Linked DNA regions of Sus scrofa: region 1 is linked to region 2. A link is a contact called in public HiChIP or PLAC-seq data. All regions are on one chromosome and are shown on one strand. The core of a region is the stretch at or near the end of the contact, and the rest is flanking DNA. Distances in the headings are between cores, read along the strand shown. Region 1 overlaps LRP1 (prolow-density lipoprotein receptor-related protein 1). Region 2 holds the start of STAT6 (signal transducer and activator of transcription 6, interleukin-4 induced).

Region 1 (7,546 bases), core at 4,181-6,680, 61 kb after region 2:
GAAATGCAGATTTTTATGTGAAATCTCCAGGGTTTTTTTGTTTTGTTTTGTTTTTGTTTTGCTCTTTAGGGCCACACCTGTGGCATATGGAGGTTCCCAGGCTAGGGGTTGAATAGGAGCTACAGCTGCCGGCCTACACCATAGCAACATCAGATCTGAGCCATGTCTGCCACCTATACCACAGCTCATGGCAACGCAGGATCCTTAACCCACTGAGCAAGGCCAGGGATCAAACCCACTACCTCATGGTTCCTAGTTGGATTTGTTTCCAATGGGCCATGACGGGAACTCTGAAATCTCCGTTTTAAAGCATTGGTATATTAGTTTCCTGGAAATGCTGTAACAAAGTACCACAAATGAAGTGGATTAAATAGCAGAAATGTTCACGGTTCTGGAGGCTAGAAGTCCAAGACCAAAATGTCGGCAGGGTTGGTTCCTTTTGAGGGTTATGAGGGAGAATCTAGTCCAGGCCTCTCCCCGAGCTTCTGGTGTCTGCTGGCAGTCTTTGGCATTCCTTGGCCTGTACCCGCTTCACCCCAATCTCTGTCTTCATCTTCACATGAAGACATTCTTGCTGGGTGCCTGTCTGTCACTGTGTCCACATTTCCTATTTATTTTATTTTATTATCTTTTATTGTCCTTTTGTCTTTTCTAGGGCCGCACCCACGGCATATGGAGGTTCCCAGGCTAGGGTTGAATCAGAGCTGCAGCCGCCAGCCTGTGCCACAGCCACAACAACGTCAGATCTGAGCCGCATCTGCGACATATACCACAGCTCACGGCAACACCGGATCCTTAACCCACTGAGCAAGGCCAGGAATCGAATCCACAACCTCCACAACCTCATGGTTCCTAGTCCGATTTGTTAACCACTGAGCCACAATGGAAACTCCCAGATTTCCTCTTTATATAAGCACGCTCCTGTTGGATCAGGGCCCACCCTAATGACCTCCTTAAATTGATCATCTGCAAAGAAAGACCTATTTCCAAATAAAGTGGTGGTCGCAGGTACCATGAGGTAGGACTTCAGCATCTTGGTGAGCACAAATCAACCCATAACAACTGGCAGATGATTTGAAAAGTATAAAAACAACACAGACCAAAATCTCTGTGCAGGCCTCATCTGGCCCCTGACCAAGCTTTTAGAATTAAGGTTCATGTAATGGGAACAGTACTCAAAGCATGGAGTACCCACTGTGGGCCCAGCACTGAGAGGGAGGGTGGGGAGGGTCACCCAAGGCCCAGGAAATAGGAACCGAGTCTCAGGGGCTGGGGGAGTGGGACAAGTGCTAGTGCCTTGGGATTCTGAGAAGGGGACTTCTGGAGGCTTGTGGTGGGAAGAGCTGTCTGCCCCTCATGGGCGCAGTGAACTTGAACACGTTCAAGTTGCTTCCTCCTCTGAGCCTGGGCTTCCTCCTCTGTGAAGCGAGAGGAGGTGCGTCCGGGCCCGGCACGTGGGAGCAGGGATGTCATGATGGGTGACAGTGGTTAACTATGCTTGGGAGCTGGAATGGTCTGGAACCATTCAGGAAGAGGTGGGATTTGAATCCCTGATGAGGGATTAGGCTGTGGTTAATGGACAAGGGAGAGGATCTTCAGATGGGGGTGGGAGTGTGGCCTGAAGAACCCAGCAGTAAGACCTAGAGGGTGAAACCAAGCACTCCTGCTGGGGCCAGCAGGGCCGGGTGAGAACCTTCCAACTGAAGGGGAGAGCGGGAAGGAGGCAGGGCCTCCGGGTCAGGGGGTGGGGTGCAGATTGCAATAGCAACTGAAAGCAGGTTAGGCACTGGGACCCTTAGATCTCAAAGCTGGAAGGTGATAAGATGTAGGAAATGTTTTCAGAAGACAGTCTTGGAAGGAGATTAGATTGGAAAGAAGTTTAGGGGCCCTGAGGGAGGAGAATCAGCTTGGTGGCTGCTGCTGAATTCCAGGCACTAGACAAGAGCATGGACCATGTCAATGGCAGGGCTCGTGGGGGAGCAGGGCATGCAGGGGAGTGTGGGTATACAGGGGGGCTTGTGCACAGTCATCTGTGTCTCCCAGGTGCGGCTCCTGCTTCTTCCCCAGCCTCCTGAGTCAGATCTCAGCACAGCAGCCAGAGTGATGCTGCAGAATATAAGTCAAATCCCTCCCTGGCCCTGCCCTCAAGCCTGCCCTGGCTCCCTGTGTGCTTAGAATCGACGCCAAGCCCTGCTCCATGGCCTGCAGGGCTCCCACAACCTCTCTGACCTGCATTCCTGCCACTCATCTCCTCCTTCACTCTACTCCAGCTATGCAGCCCTAAATATGCCCTGGACATTTTTTTTGAACATGCCCTGCATGGTCCCATCTCTGAGACTTTGCACTAGCAGTTCCCTCTGCCAGGTAATCTCACAGCTCATGTCATTCAGGCCTCTGCTCAACATCGGCTTAGGGGCCTTCCCTGGCTGTCTTAGCTAAGTGGCATCCCATCTTCCCTGGCCTTGATCTGGCTTTGTCTGCATGTACTTGAGTGCTACCTGCAGTTCTATTCTGGATTTTTATGTCATGTCTTCATTGTTTCTCTTCCCCACTAGAACTTCAGCTCCATAAGGGTAAGGACTTTTTCTTGTTCATACTGGCACCCAGAGCAGTGCCTGGCACACAGTAGGTGCACAGTAAGTGTTTGTGGAGTGAATGGAACGGAGGCTAGGCCAAGGTGGGGACATTTGAACTTTGGTCTAGCAAACTGCTTCTCTAACGGAGCTCTTGTGTGTAAAATAATATTAGACAAGCTGATTTCCGGAATCCTGGGAGGTGTAATTGCCCTGATTCTGAGTTAGTGCTTTCGAGGAGGTCAGCAGGACTCAGAGAACTCTCCAGCCCTGGCTCAGCTCCTAGCCCCAGGCTAGGCTTAGCAGGAGGGGGCTAGGAAGGTAGAGATGAGAGTGGCTGACCTGGAGCCCTTAACGACCCCCCCATGACCCCTACCTTTCCCCCCCCAGCCACAAGGCCTCCTGGCGGCTGCCACAATGATGAGTTCCAGTGCCGGCTGGATGGTCTGTGCATCCCCCTGCGGTGGCGCTGCGATGGGGACACTGATTGCATGGACTCCAGTGATGAGAAGAGCTGTGAGGGAGTGACCCACGTCTGTGACCCTAATGTCAAGTTTGGCTGCAAGGACTCCGGTAAAGAAAAGGAAAGGGAAACAACATGGACAGGAGGAGACTGTACTGAGAGCAGAGCCGGGGCGAGGGAGTCACTGTCCCGTGAGGGGTGGGGTGGGGACACTGAGGCAGAAGGCTGCACAGAAAAAGCCTGTGCCTGACGCCTGGGGGGAGAAGGTATTGAAGGGGCCAGGCCTGCAGGAAGGGCCCTGGGAGCCCAAACACTCATCAGCGTTGAGCTTTAGCACCTCCTGCAGATTCCTGCCTCCTTTGTTGTCCAAGTGAGTTTGATAGAAAAAGCCTCAAGGCTCCTAGCGGACCCTAAGGCATTGTAGTCGTGACCCCTATTAGAGAAGCCCCATGGGGCTGGGAAGGACACAGAGAGCCCCATGACCCGGGCCTGGCCCCTGATACCCTGCCCGTCCCCCAGCTCGGTGCATCAGCAAAGCATGGGTGTGTGACGGTGACAGCGACTGTGAGGATAACTCGGACGAGGAGAACTGTGAGTCTCTGGCCTGCCGGCCACCCTCGCACCCCTGCGCCAACAACACCTCAGTCTGCCTGCCCCCTGACAAGCTGTGTGACGGCAACGATGACTGTGGAGACGGCTCGGATGAGGGCGAGCTCTGCGGTGAGGCCCCCGCCAGGGAGCGGGCTGGGGGGCTGGATGAGGAGTCCGAGCCGGGCTAGGGCGGTAGAACAGGACATGCTCCGAGGGGAGAGACTAGGAAATAGGACAGGGCAGCTCTGGGTTGGGAGGTCTGTGTGGTCAGTGCAGGCTCCTTATCCTGCGAGGGAGCAAGGAGGTGGGGGGAGGGGTGTGCATGCAAGATCAAAAGAATAGGGGTCAGGGAGGGCCACATGGTGTGACTTGGGGATGAGGAGCAGAGCAGAGCCACCTTATCTCCCCTGAGCCAGGCAGAGCGTCATTGGCTTCTTTGGAGGAGAGGAGTGGGAGATAAGGGCCTGCCCTGGGAAAGGCTGACGGGTCATCGGTCAGGGCTGGCAGGTCCCAGGGTGTGTCAGGGGCAGGACATTCCCTACTACACCCCAACCCACATCACCCACATCAGGAGAGACTGAGGGAAGAGGACCCTCCCAGAGAGAGACAAAAAGCTGGGGCTCAAGGGGCAGGAAGGGAGTTCCCATGTGGCTCAGTGGGTTACAAACCTGACTAGGATCCCTGAGGTTTCAGGTGCGATCCCTGGCCTCGCTCAGTGGGTTAAGGATCCGACATTGCCTTGAGCTGTGGTGTAAGTCACAGATGTGGCTTGGATCCCACATTGCTGTGGCTGTGATGTAGGCCAACAGCTGCAGCTCCAATTCAATCCCTAGCCTAGGAACTTCCATATGCTGCAGATGTGGCCCTAAAAAAGGAAAGGAAAGAAAGAAAACAAAAACAAAAACAAAAAATGAAGGGGCAGAGGGAGTTCCTGTTGTGACTCAGCAGGTTAGGAATCTGACTAGTATCCATGAGGATGCAGGTTAGATCCCTAGCCTCCTCGCTCAGTGGGTTACGGATCCTGTGTTGCCTTAAGCTGTGGTATGGGTCTCAGACATGGCTCAGATCCCATGTTGCTGCGGCTGTGGCATAGGCCAGAAGCTGCAGCTCCAATTCAACCCCTGGCCTGGAACTTCCATATGCTGCAGGTTCAGCCCTAAAAAGCAAAAAATAAAATAAAATAAAATAAAATAAAAATAAAGAAGAAGGGGCAGGGAAATAGAGGCCAGAGAGAGATTGGGCCGTGATGTGGGTGTGCTCCTCGGGGTAAGGAGAGGGTTGATCCCACGTGGTGCGTGCTGGGATCCCAACTCTGGTCCCGAGGGAACCTGGGAAGCAGTAGGGCAGAGGAATGGAAAGAAGGATGCCACAGGCAGGGTGCCAGGGTTCTGTCTCTGCTGCTGGGGACTGGGGCCCAGCCAGGCCGTGTGGTCTGCCTCCTTCCGGATCCTGACCCCGAAACTGTCCACTGCTCTCCACCCCCCAGACCAGTGCTCCCTGAATAACGGTGGCTGCAGCCACAACTGCTCGGTGGCACCTGGCGAAGGCATTGTGTGCTCGTGCCCTCTGGGCATGGAGCTGGGGCCTGACAACCATACCTGCCAGATCCAGAGCTACTGTGCCAAGCACCTCAAGTGCAGCCAGAAGTGCGACCAGAACAAGTTTAGCGTGAAGTGCTCCTGCTACGAGGGCTGGGTGCTGGAGCCTGATGGCGAGAGCTGCCGCAGCCTGGGTGAGATGCGGGTCAGGGGTGGCCGGGCAGCCAGGCAGGCTGGGGCAGGCCCCTGAGCAGCAGCGAGCTGGGCTTGGGTGGCCAAATGCCAGAGGCTGAGATTTCCATCCAGGCCCAGTGCCAGGGCCCACAGAGACCCTGCCTGCCCCCGGGCAGGGCGGCTCCAATGCAACGGGCCCCTTGTGACTCCTGTCACACCCCTCCCCAGACCCCTTCAAGCCGTTTATCATCTTCTCCAACCGCCATGAGATCCGTCGCATTGACCTTCACAAAGGGGACTACAGCGTCCTGGTGCCGGGGCTGCGCAACACCATCGCCCTGGACTTCCACCTCAGCCAGAGCGCCCTCTACTGGACCGACGTGGTGGAGGACAAGATCTACCGCGGGAAGCTGCTGGACAACGGAGGTGACTGCCCCCTGCCTGGGACTGACGCCAGGCGCAGCGCACCCAGACGGGGCCCTTGGGCGCTCCGAACCAGGGGACCAGATGCAGGCTGCCCAGAGCAGAGGCCCTTAGCTCCCCTATCCCCCACACTCTCGTTAATTGGGTTAGATTTTGCTGTGGGTCTCGGTGCCTGACGCCCCATAATTATCGTCAGCAGAGCTGCCAGCCTGATAATTAACAAAATGATCAGCCTTTCTTTGGAACGGCCAGAATTGCAGGCTTGCAAGAAAAAAGCCATTTAGGGGTGGGGTACCTGAATCCTGCCTTCTGTCCCAAGGCTGCCTCACCCATCACAGACTTCCTTGGATTAATAATAACACACGCTCCTGAGTGTGCACCTGCCACACACACTGGACCTGGGAGATGGCAGGGAGCTAGGCCAAATATCTGCCCTCATGGAGCTTACACACCAGTGGGAACTTCAGATATAAATACAGGACAGACTGTGATGAGGGGAGTGCCGTGGATAAAGAGAAAGGGGTCAGGAGTTCCTGTTGTGGCAGCGGAAACGAATCCGACTAGGAACCGTAAGGTTTCAGGTTCGATCCCTGGCCTCACTCAGTAGGTTAAGGATCTGGCATTGCTGTGAGCTGTGGTGTGGGTCGCAGACGCGGCTTGGATGCTGTATTGCTATTGCTGTGGTGTAGGCCAGCAGCTGTAGCTCCGATTCAACACCTAGCCTGGGAACTTCCATGTGTTGCGGGTACAGCCCTAAAAAGCAAAAAAAAAAAAAAAAAAAAAGAGAGAGAGAGAGAAAGGGGTCAGTCAGGAGAATGAGGGTAACATTTAATTTGAATGGTCAAGGAAGGCTCCCTGAGAAGCCAACATCTGAGCAAAGACTTGAAAAAAGCACATTTGACTAAAGGAGTTGGTATTTGTAGTAGAGAAAATCTGAAACTATCTCAAATGTCTATTAACAGGGAAGGCCAAGTAGACTGATAATATTCACACCACCTAACAGTTTCTAAAGTAATTTTATACGTATGCATATATATAGAGAGAGTGAGGGAGTGTTACAGTAGAAAAGGCTCTGGGACTATCTGTGGAATGACTGTCTATCTGCCTCATATTGAGTCTAGGTCTGCCTCCCAAGACTCTCACCCTCTGCTATGACCTACTCCCGGGGGTTACTCTCAGAGAGTTGCAGGCAAAAACCCCTTCCTCTGGGGTTCTGGAAGCCAGGCTTCAGCTTGATCTCCTGGGGCAGGGGGCCTGGGTAAGGAGAGTGGGGGTTCTCTGGACACACCAGAGATATTGGTAGAGGGTTGAGGGTGAGTTATCCAGGGTTCCTAGAATAGCGTGAGGACACCCCACCCCAGGTGATTCTAATCTCCTGTGACCTCTCGTCTCCAGCCCTGACCAGTTTTGAGGTGGTGATTCAGTACGGCCTGGCCACACCCGAGGGCCTGGCTGTAGACTGGATTGCAGGCAACATCTACTGGGTGGAGAGTAACCTGGACCAGATCGAGGTAGCCAAGCTGGATGGGACCCTTAGGACCACCCTGCTGGCCGGTGACATTGAGCACCCAAGGGCAATCGCACTGGATCCCCGGGATGGGTGAGGACCCCACCCAGCCCTCTTCTGGCCCACCAGCCCCCTGAAGCCTCGTTCACCCAGCCCAGGCATACCTTTCTCCTCCATGCTCTCTGCACCCTTCACCAAGGATCCTACCGCAACCTCTCCCCCAGACCCCCAATTTGGCCCTCCTGACCCCCTCCCTACTCCCCAGGATCCTGTTTTG
Region 2 (7,514 bases), core at 465-2,964:
GCTAGAAAAGGGGGAGAAGAAAAGGGGCAAGAGGAAAGGAGATGGGGGAGTAGGGAAAAGGATTGCCTCCCCATTTCTGGGTGGGCTGCAGGGAGGAGTGGGTAAACCAGTGGTTTCCCAGGGGTCTCTCAGTTCATGTTTCTCAAAATGTCCCTCTTCTCAGAGATGATAGAAAGGATGGGGATGGAAACTCCCTGGGTCTCCCCCAACCCAGTAACCCCAAGTCCTCCGGCTGTACTTTTAGCCTCTCCCCTCTCCCAGTTCTTGCAAAAGGATGGAGAACAGAGGGGCCCCTTTTCTAGACACTCCAGTCCCTCCCCGCAGGCCCTCTCCCCGTGAGCTCTTTTCTCCCAAAGGCAGAATCCTCCCCCATCCTGCTCAGGGTCCTCTAATAGAGTTTTCTCTACGCCCGCCTTGGGGTGGGGCGCCTTTCGGTTGGTGTTTCAACCCAAGGGAGGACTCCATTCCTTTCTTGTCCCTTCCTCTCTCGTTTCTCAAGGTGTTCAGACCTTTGACCCTCTACCCCTACCCTACTGGGGACTGAGATGACCCCTAAGCCATAGGCAGCCCCACCTTTCCTCTACATCCTCTTGTTGAGTGGCCAGCTTCCTGTCCCGGCTCTGGCTTCAAATCTTCCCCCCCTCCATCCCCAGACTGCAAGGGGCTAGATTTTCCCCCACCCACACCCACCGCCCACACACAATAACAAGGCCGTGTCCATTGGCCTGCCAGGCCAGAGACGCCTTCTGCTCTAAGCCCCGCTGAACAGCCGCAGGGAGGGAGGAGCCCCGGCGTGAGGGGGCGGGGCCAGTGTTGCCTTCCCAATAGGGAAGGGAAGCCCCACGTCCAGGATCTTCATCAGCCCGGCTTCGTGGCCTAAACCTCAGCTCAACTCCGACATTCCTGAGCCCTCTGACCGTGGGACCACAGGATCAAAAGTCAAAAGAGTTTCTCCGAGTTGCCCAATGTGTGTATGTGGAGGTGGGGGCGGGGAGGGATGCGGGGAGGCGGAGCCAGGTCAGCACGAGGAGGGTTAACTCCGTGACGCGCCGGGACCAGCGTGGAGCAGTTTTGAGGGGGAAATTCCCCCTCCTCTGGGGCACCATGAGGTCTACATCTGGGGCTCGCTCACCCCCTAGCCACACCCTTGAACGGGAACCTTTATGGGGGGGCCTGGTAGGGGTTTGTCAAGACCCACTACGCCCAGGCATCAGCCTACCAGGGAGGGGCAGCCACTTTCCCCCACCGCAGACGGCAGAGGGACACCTCCTTTCCCTCCTTTCCCTGCCTTTGCGCGTCCCTGTAGGTGCAGGGACGCGGGGGTGGGGGTGGGGGTGAGGGAGGGGCTGGAAAAAGTGAACCACGGCATGGAGGGGTTGAGGGGGGAAGTGCTAGGCCTGTACCCAGCCCAGATTCCTCTGATATTTCGAAACTGCCAAAACTCAGTACCACCAGCGACCAGCCCCAGCTGAAACAATTTCTTGGGGACCATCCACTCTGCCCAGGGAGGATTCTGAGAGGCCCTCCCCCACCCCCCACACACTCATAGTCAGATGCCCCCCAACCCCCCCTCCTGGAGGTATCCCCTCACCTTGGCAACCCCTCTGCTGTCTTCTCCCTCTCTCAGCGGGCACTGCCAGGCCCCATGGGTCTGTAGCTCTGTCCAGCGGGTTCAGGGCTGGCCCTGCTAGCACCCTCCCTCCAGCACCACTAAAAAGAAAACACGCACACACACACAGTCACACATACACACACACACACACACACACACACACAAAATCCTCTCCCGTCCTCCTCTTCAGTGTAAGCAGTGGCTGCCCCAGCCCGCTGTTTCCGGCTTCTCCGACTACCCAGGTCCCTCCCTGGACCTCTGACGACACAGAGAAGAGAAAGTGGGCTGGAGGAGGAAGAGGAAGAAAGTGGGGTGAGCGTATCTGCCTCCTGTCCCGGGGAGGGGAGCATGGGGTGAGGGGAGCCAGGACTGGGATTTGGGGGGCCCTGGGGCCTGGCTGGAAGGGAGGTTGATCCCCATTTACCCTGTCCCCCATAAAAGCAATAAACTTTTCTCTAGAAAGTCACCTAATGTCAAGTAGAGACATACTGCCTCTCTCATACTCAAAACTTTCGCAGGGGCTGGAGTTTGGGCTCACCAGGGACTGGGCTCCCCCCGGGGCCTCTGGAAGACGAAACCCCTCAGGGCTCTGCGCTCCCTCCAGTGGAGGACCCTGAAAGCAGGCAAGGAGCTCCAGTCTACTCCGTCCGGAACTCCTAGGTTCCCCTCCCTTCTAGGTGGGGACCGCCTTAGAGGTCTCGTGACCGCTGACGGGAGCGTGTGGGGGAGGGGACCCAGAAGCTCAGAATGCTGGAGGACTCCAGGGGTCCTCGGACTGAAAGTCATCTCTGCCCCCTCTTCACAGGGGACTATTCTCAGACCCAGGTGGGAGCCAGCAAAAGCTGGAGTTGCTGCCTGATTCCCAAGGGTCAAGTTTGAATATGAATCTGCTGTGCAGCCTTGGCAAAGTTCCCAACTGTTTCTGGGGTAAACACTGAGACACACCCAGAAACAAACACACATACACAATTTCCCTGGCCACAAGATTCCCCCCCCCAACACGCACACATACTTACACACACGTGCAGGCAGTCTCGAAGACATGTCTGCACTCAGAGCCACATGCAGTCACAAGGGGACACACACTCACACACAAGGCTTGCTCAGCTTCTGAGTCATCATCATAACTAGTGGATGGTTTCTGCAGCTTTTGCTGGAGGAGGAGCTGGAGAAGGCCAAGGGACTCCGAGAGCTATTCAGGCCCCTAAACCTGAGAAGTGGTGTGGGCAAAGGGTGGTCTCTGAGGGGCGGTGGAAGATGGGAGGTGGTTTCTACTCCCCTCCTTTCTCCCCAAACAGGGCTGGGCTCAGGGGCCAAAGCCAGGCCTATGCTGCCCCCTGGTGTCTGAACAGATTCCCAAAGCCCAGCTCCTTCCACTTGGGTTCATGTGGAACAGGTGGCAACCAGCCAGGCAGCAGAGGATAGCAATTAAGACCCTGGCCTCTGGAGACAGGCTACGTGAGTTCAAATCTTGCCAGTGCTGCTAACTGCACAACTCTGGGCAGTTCACTCTTTGTGCTTCAGTTTTGCCATCTGTAAAACAGAGCAAATAATAGTCTTGACTTACAAAGTGTGAGAGTGAAATGCAATAATACATGTGAAAGCTTAGAAAAATGCCTGGCACATAGTAAACGTTAGGCACTATTATTATTATTATTACTTTTTGGTCTTTTTAGGGCCACACCCGTGGCATATGGAGGTCCCCAGGCTAGGGGTCAAATCGGAGCTACAGCTGCTGGCAATACGGAAACCGAGCTGCACCTGCAACCTACACCACAGTTCACAGCAATGCCAGATCCTTAACCCACTGAGCAATGCCAGAGATCAAACCTGCATCCTCATGGATGCTAGTCAGATTCATTTCCACTGAGCCACGATGGGAACTCCAGGCACTATTTTTATGTCCCAGAATAAGCCAGGCAGAAGGGCCTCTATCCTACATCAGAGTCCCCAGATTTGAGGGTAATATTACCACCACAAAGAGTCTATTGGAGGTATGTGTGTTTACTGTGTCAGGAAAGCAGCCATTTGAAGAGGAGGGAGGGCTGGGATGGAGCTGGTGGGGAGGGGATCTGTCCATGGATCTAGAAGACAGGCAATGCTAGGATCGCACTGTGTGCACAAAGGTGCTCAAGCCGCATGCGCTTTGTGTGCTCCCGGGTGCCCACTCAGCCTGTCAGCAGCGCAGACAGTGGCTGAATTCAGGCTTCACCATCTAAGGGTCTTTGGGAGGCCAAGTCCCCCTGAACTTTGGCAAGACAAGGGGCAGAGAGAATGCAGTCTCTAACTTCGGCTCTTTTGTGGGGAGATAGGAAGGTGAGGGGCACCTACTGGTAAGAAAATAGTATTTATGGCAGTTCCCGTCGTGGCTCAGTGATTAATGAGTATGACTAGGAACCGTGAGGTTGTAGGTTGGATCCCTGGCCTTGCTCAGTGGGTTAAGGATCCGGCATTGCCATGAGCTGTGGTGTAGGTCACAGACGTGGCTCAGATCCTGCGTTGCTGTGGCTCTGGCAGAGGCTACACCTCTGATTCGACCCCTAGCCTGGGAACCTCCATATGCCATACGGGAGTGGCTCTAGAAAAGGCAAAAACAAAACAAAACAAAACAAAAGCAAAGCACGAGGAGCTGGGGGACTTAAACAATGAAAGGATTTCTTTGTGTCACAGTACCAGAGGCTGGAAGACCAAAATCAAGGTGTTGGCAGGGCTGGTCCCCTCTGAGGGCTGAAAGAGAATTGATTGGTTCCAGGCTTTTCTCCTTGTCTTGTAGATGGCCATCTTCAAGCTCACCTGGTGTTCTCCCAGCTTGCAAGTCTGACTCCTAATTTTCCCTACAAGCACACCAGTCATATTGGATTGGGGCCCACCCTAAGGACCTCATTTAAACTTGATTACCTCTGTAAAGACCCCATCTCCAGGAGTTCCCATTGTGGCTCCGTGGGTAAAGAATCCAACTAGTATCCAAGAGGATGGGGGTTCGATCCCTGGCCTCACTGATCATCACAATGTTGCCAAAAGTCACAGATGCTGCTCTGATGCTGCATCTCTGTGGCTGTGGTATAGACTAGCAGCTGCAGCTCTGCTTCGACTCCTGGCCCAGGAATTTCCATAGGCTACAAGTGTGGCTTTAAAAAGAGAAAAAAGACCCTTTCTTCAGATAAGGTCATATTCTGAGATCCTTGGTGTTCTTCATGTGAATATGAATTTTTGAGAGACATAGGAATTCAACAGACTAATATAAGAATTTTCAAGAGACACAGTTCAACCCGTGACAGTGAGCCTTGACCAGCATTTCTTAAAAACCAAGTAGGTAGAATAGGAAATATCAGAATGCATCACATATAGTTAGGATAAGTAGTGTCTAATGAAACTTGTTTCAGTTTTATAAATTTATGTGAGTTCTAGTAGGTCTTGATGTAAAAGATACTTTTCAGTGCTAGTTGTGATCAGAAACAAGCACCATTTGGATGTTGGTAACCTTCCCAAATCCAATATCACTTTGCTTTGCCCTTTTTTTTTTTTCTTTTTAGGGCCACACCTGTGGCATATGGAGGTTCCCAGGCTAGGGGTTGAATAGGAGCTATAGCTGCTGACCTACACCACAGCCACGGCAACTCGGGATCCGAGCTGCATCTATGACCTACACCACAGCTCACAGCAATGCTGGATCCTTAAACCCACTGAGTGAGGCTAGGGATGGAACCCACAACCTCATGATTCCTAGTTGGATTCGTTTCCACTGTGCCATGATGGAAACTCCTGCATTGCTCTTTAATTGTTTTATGGGTACATCCTTCTCCAAGGACATAAGCTCCTGGAGGGCAGGAACACATATAATCTTGTAAACACCATTGTGAAGCTAGAAAAAACAACATTCATTCTTGTCAGTGAATGCAAAGACTACCATTTACTGAGTGTTTCCTGTACACTTGGTGCTGGGCTTTACACTAGGTTTACATACACTAAGCGGTTTTGTTTGTTTGTTTGTTTTGTTTTGTTTTCCAATTTTTTTTGCTTTTTAGGGCTGCACCAGTTGGCATATGGAAATTCCCAGGCTAGGAGTTGAATGGGAGCTATAGGTGCTGGCCTATACCACAGCCCCAGCAATGCCAGATCAGAACCATGTCTGCGATCTACACCACAGCTCACGGTAACACCGGATCCTTAACCCACTGAGTGAGGCCAGGGATCAAACTCATGCCCTCACAGGTACTAGTCGGGTTTGTTACCACTGAGCCACGACGGGAACTCCCTACACTGAGTTTGCATATACTGGTGTATGTTTTACATACACTAAGAACTAAGTGATGGATTGATGGCAGGAGCTCAGTTCATTTCACAGACAAGATGAGTGAGTACCACATTCGGGAGCACTGGGCAGCAACCTGGGATTTATGGAGGACTGGGGGATAGAAGGAAAAGTTCATGGAAGAAGTATGGAAAGATGTTGTGGGCCCCTGGACAGCTCTGTCTCCCCAGCCTTTGTCATTCTCCCCAAATTTTCATCCACCTTGATATCAACTCACCATTTATATTAAAGGAAACAGAGGCCATTGGTTTGGCTTTGGGCAGATTACTGGGTCAAGAGCTGGGTCAGGAACTGGAAATTCCTCCAGTTTCCTGCTCCCTGCCCACAGACCTTTCATCAGCACCTGCAGCTCCCTACAGGCTCAGAAGAGAGGGTGTCCCTGTCTCTGCCCCTGTCCAAACTGTGATCTGCCACCTGTGCTCAGGGCCCTTCTTTCTGCCTCCCCAGGCACTGTCCCATTAATTGTCCCCTCCATCTTCCAAATCTCTAGCCTCTTATTCTCTAATTATTTTTTTTTTGTCTTTATTCTCTAATTATTACAGCTCTTGACCCAGTAATCTGCCCAAAGCCAAAGAGCTGGCAAGTAAGCTGGGATTTGAACCCAGTTAGTGTGGCATAAGCACTGATGCCCTTAAGGAGTATGCTGCACATCTTCTCAATGGAAGGTGAAAAATAGCTGGCCTTTAAAAAGAAGAGGAATTTGTATGACCATCAGGGCAAGCATTGATGATGCCTGCTCAGCATTCTTTCTCCCTTGTTGGCAAAGTCTGGATTTTGTACAGGTGTTCCCCTCCCTTGCATTCAGGGGATGAATCTCACTGGTCTTGCCAATTATGGTATTTCCATTGTCTTGGACAGTAGGACTTGAGGGGGATCTTGAGGAAGATCTTTTTTTTCCCCCAATGTCAAGCCCATATGTGATGACTGTTGCAACTGTAAGGAAAGAGACCATCAACCACTGAGGATAGAGGGGTGGGGGGATGTGTTGAGGGTTTGAGATGCTATAAAATTGGGTTATAATGATTGTTGTATAACTATAAATGTAATAGAATTCATTGAGTAATAAAAAAACAAAACAAAACACTATGGATAGAGCAGTGTATAAACAGGTAGAAAACTCTTGATGAATCAACCAGCCCTGGATCTGTTCCAGAACTCTTTGTTCGATCTACTATTTTATTTTATTTTATTTTTGCTTTTTAGGGCTGCACCTGTGGCATATGGAAGTTCCCAGGCAAGGGGTCGAACCAGAGCTGTAGCTGCCAGCCTATGCCACAGCCACAGCAACTCAGGATCCTAGCCTCCTATGTGACCTAAACCACAGCTCACGGCAACACTGGATCCTTAACCCACTGAGAAAGGGCAGGGATCGAACCCGAATCCTCATGGATACTAGTCGGGTTTGTTAACCACTGAGCCACGACAGGAACTCCCTCGATCTACTTTAATTGGGTCTTCTGTTACTTGCTGCCAGATGCATCCCTAACTGAGACCAATGGAGCCACATTGGCTGTGAGAAATGGAGAGCACAGATCAGGCCGATCCATGTTCTACCACCACCTGACTTGTCCATTGGGAGAATAAGTGATA

The links. HiChIP or PLAC-seq counts read pairs in DNA pulled down with a chosen protein or histone mark.
Region 1: a contact with region 2 is called in an H3K27ac HiChIP or PLAC-seq map of alveolar macrophages. The contact joins the enhancer-like site here to the promoter of STAT6 in region 2. A contact is called at or near these places in 5 of 5 promoter capture datasets (fetal liver, fetal skeletal muscle, liver and 1 more), 29 of 47 Hi-C or Micro-C datasets (adipose tissue, alveolar macrophages, blood and 14 more) and 2 of 2 datasets of contacts at active chromatin or transcription factors (alveolar macrophages and skeletal muscle).

Annotation. Positions count from the first base shown.
Region 1 is chr5:22,477,036-22,484,581 of Sscrofa11.1, forward strand. LRP1 (prolow-density lipoprotein receptor-related protein 1) reads left to right here. Exons shown (of 93, transcript XM_021091826.1): 22 at 2,964-3,146; 23 at 3,556-3,756; 24 at 5,114-5,359; 25 at 5,568-5,765; 26 at 7,158-7,362; 27 at 7,535-7,546. Among named protein-coding and RNA genes, the nearest start is that of NXPH4, 42 kb to the right of the region's middle. Within about 2 kb of position 5,431, at least 25 of the 83 cell types and tissues checked have an H3K27ac peak or open chromatin away from gene starts, as enhancers often do. A contact at or near this core is called in adipose tissue, alveolar macrophages, fetal liver and 1 more, where this site is marked.
Region 2 is chr5:22,419,734-22,427,247 of Sscrofa11.1, forward strand. It overlaps STAT6 (signal transducer and activator of transcription 6, interleukin-4 induced), which reads right to left and starts at 1,715. Exons shown (of 22, transcript NM_001197306.1): 1 at 1,592-1,715.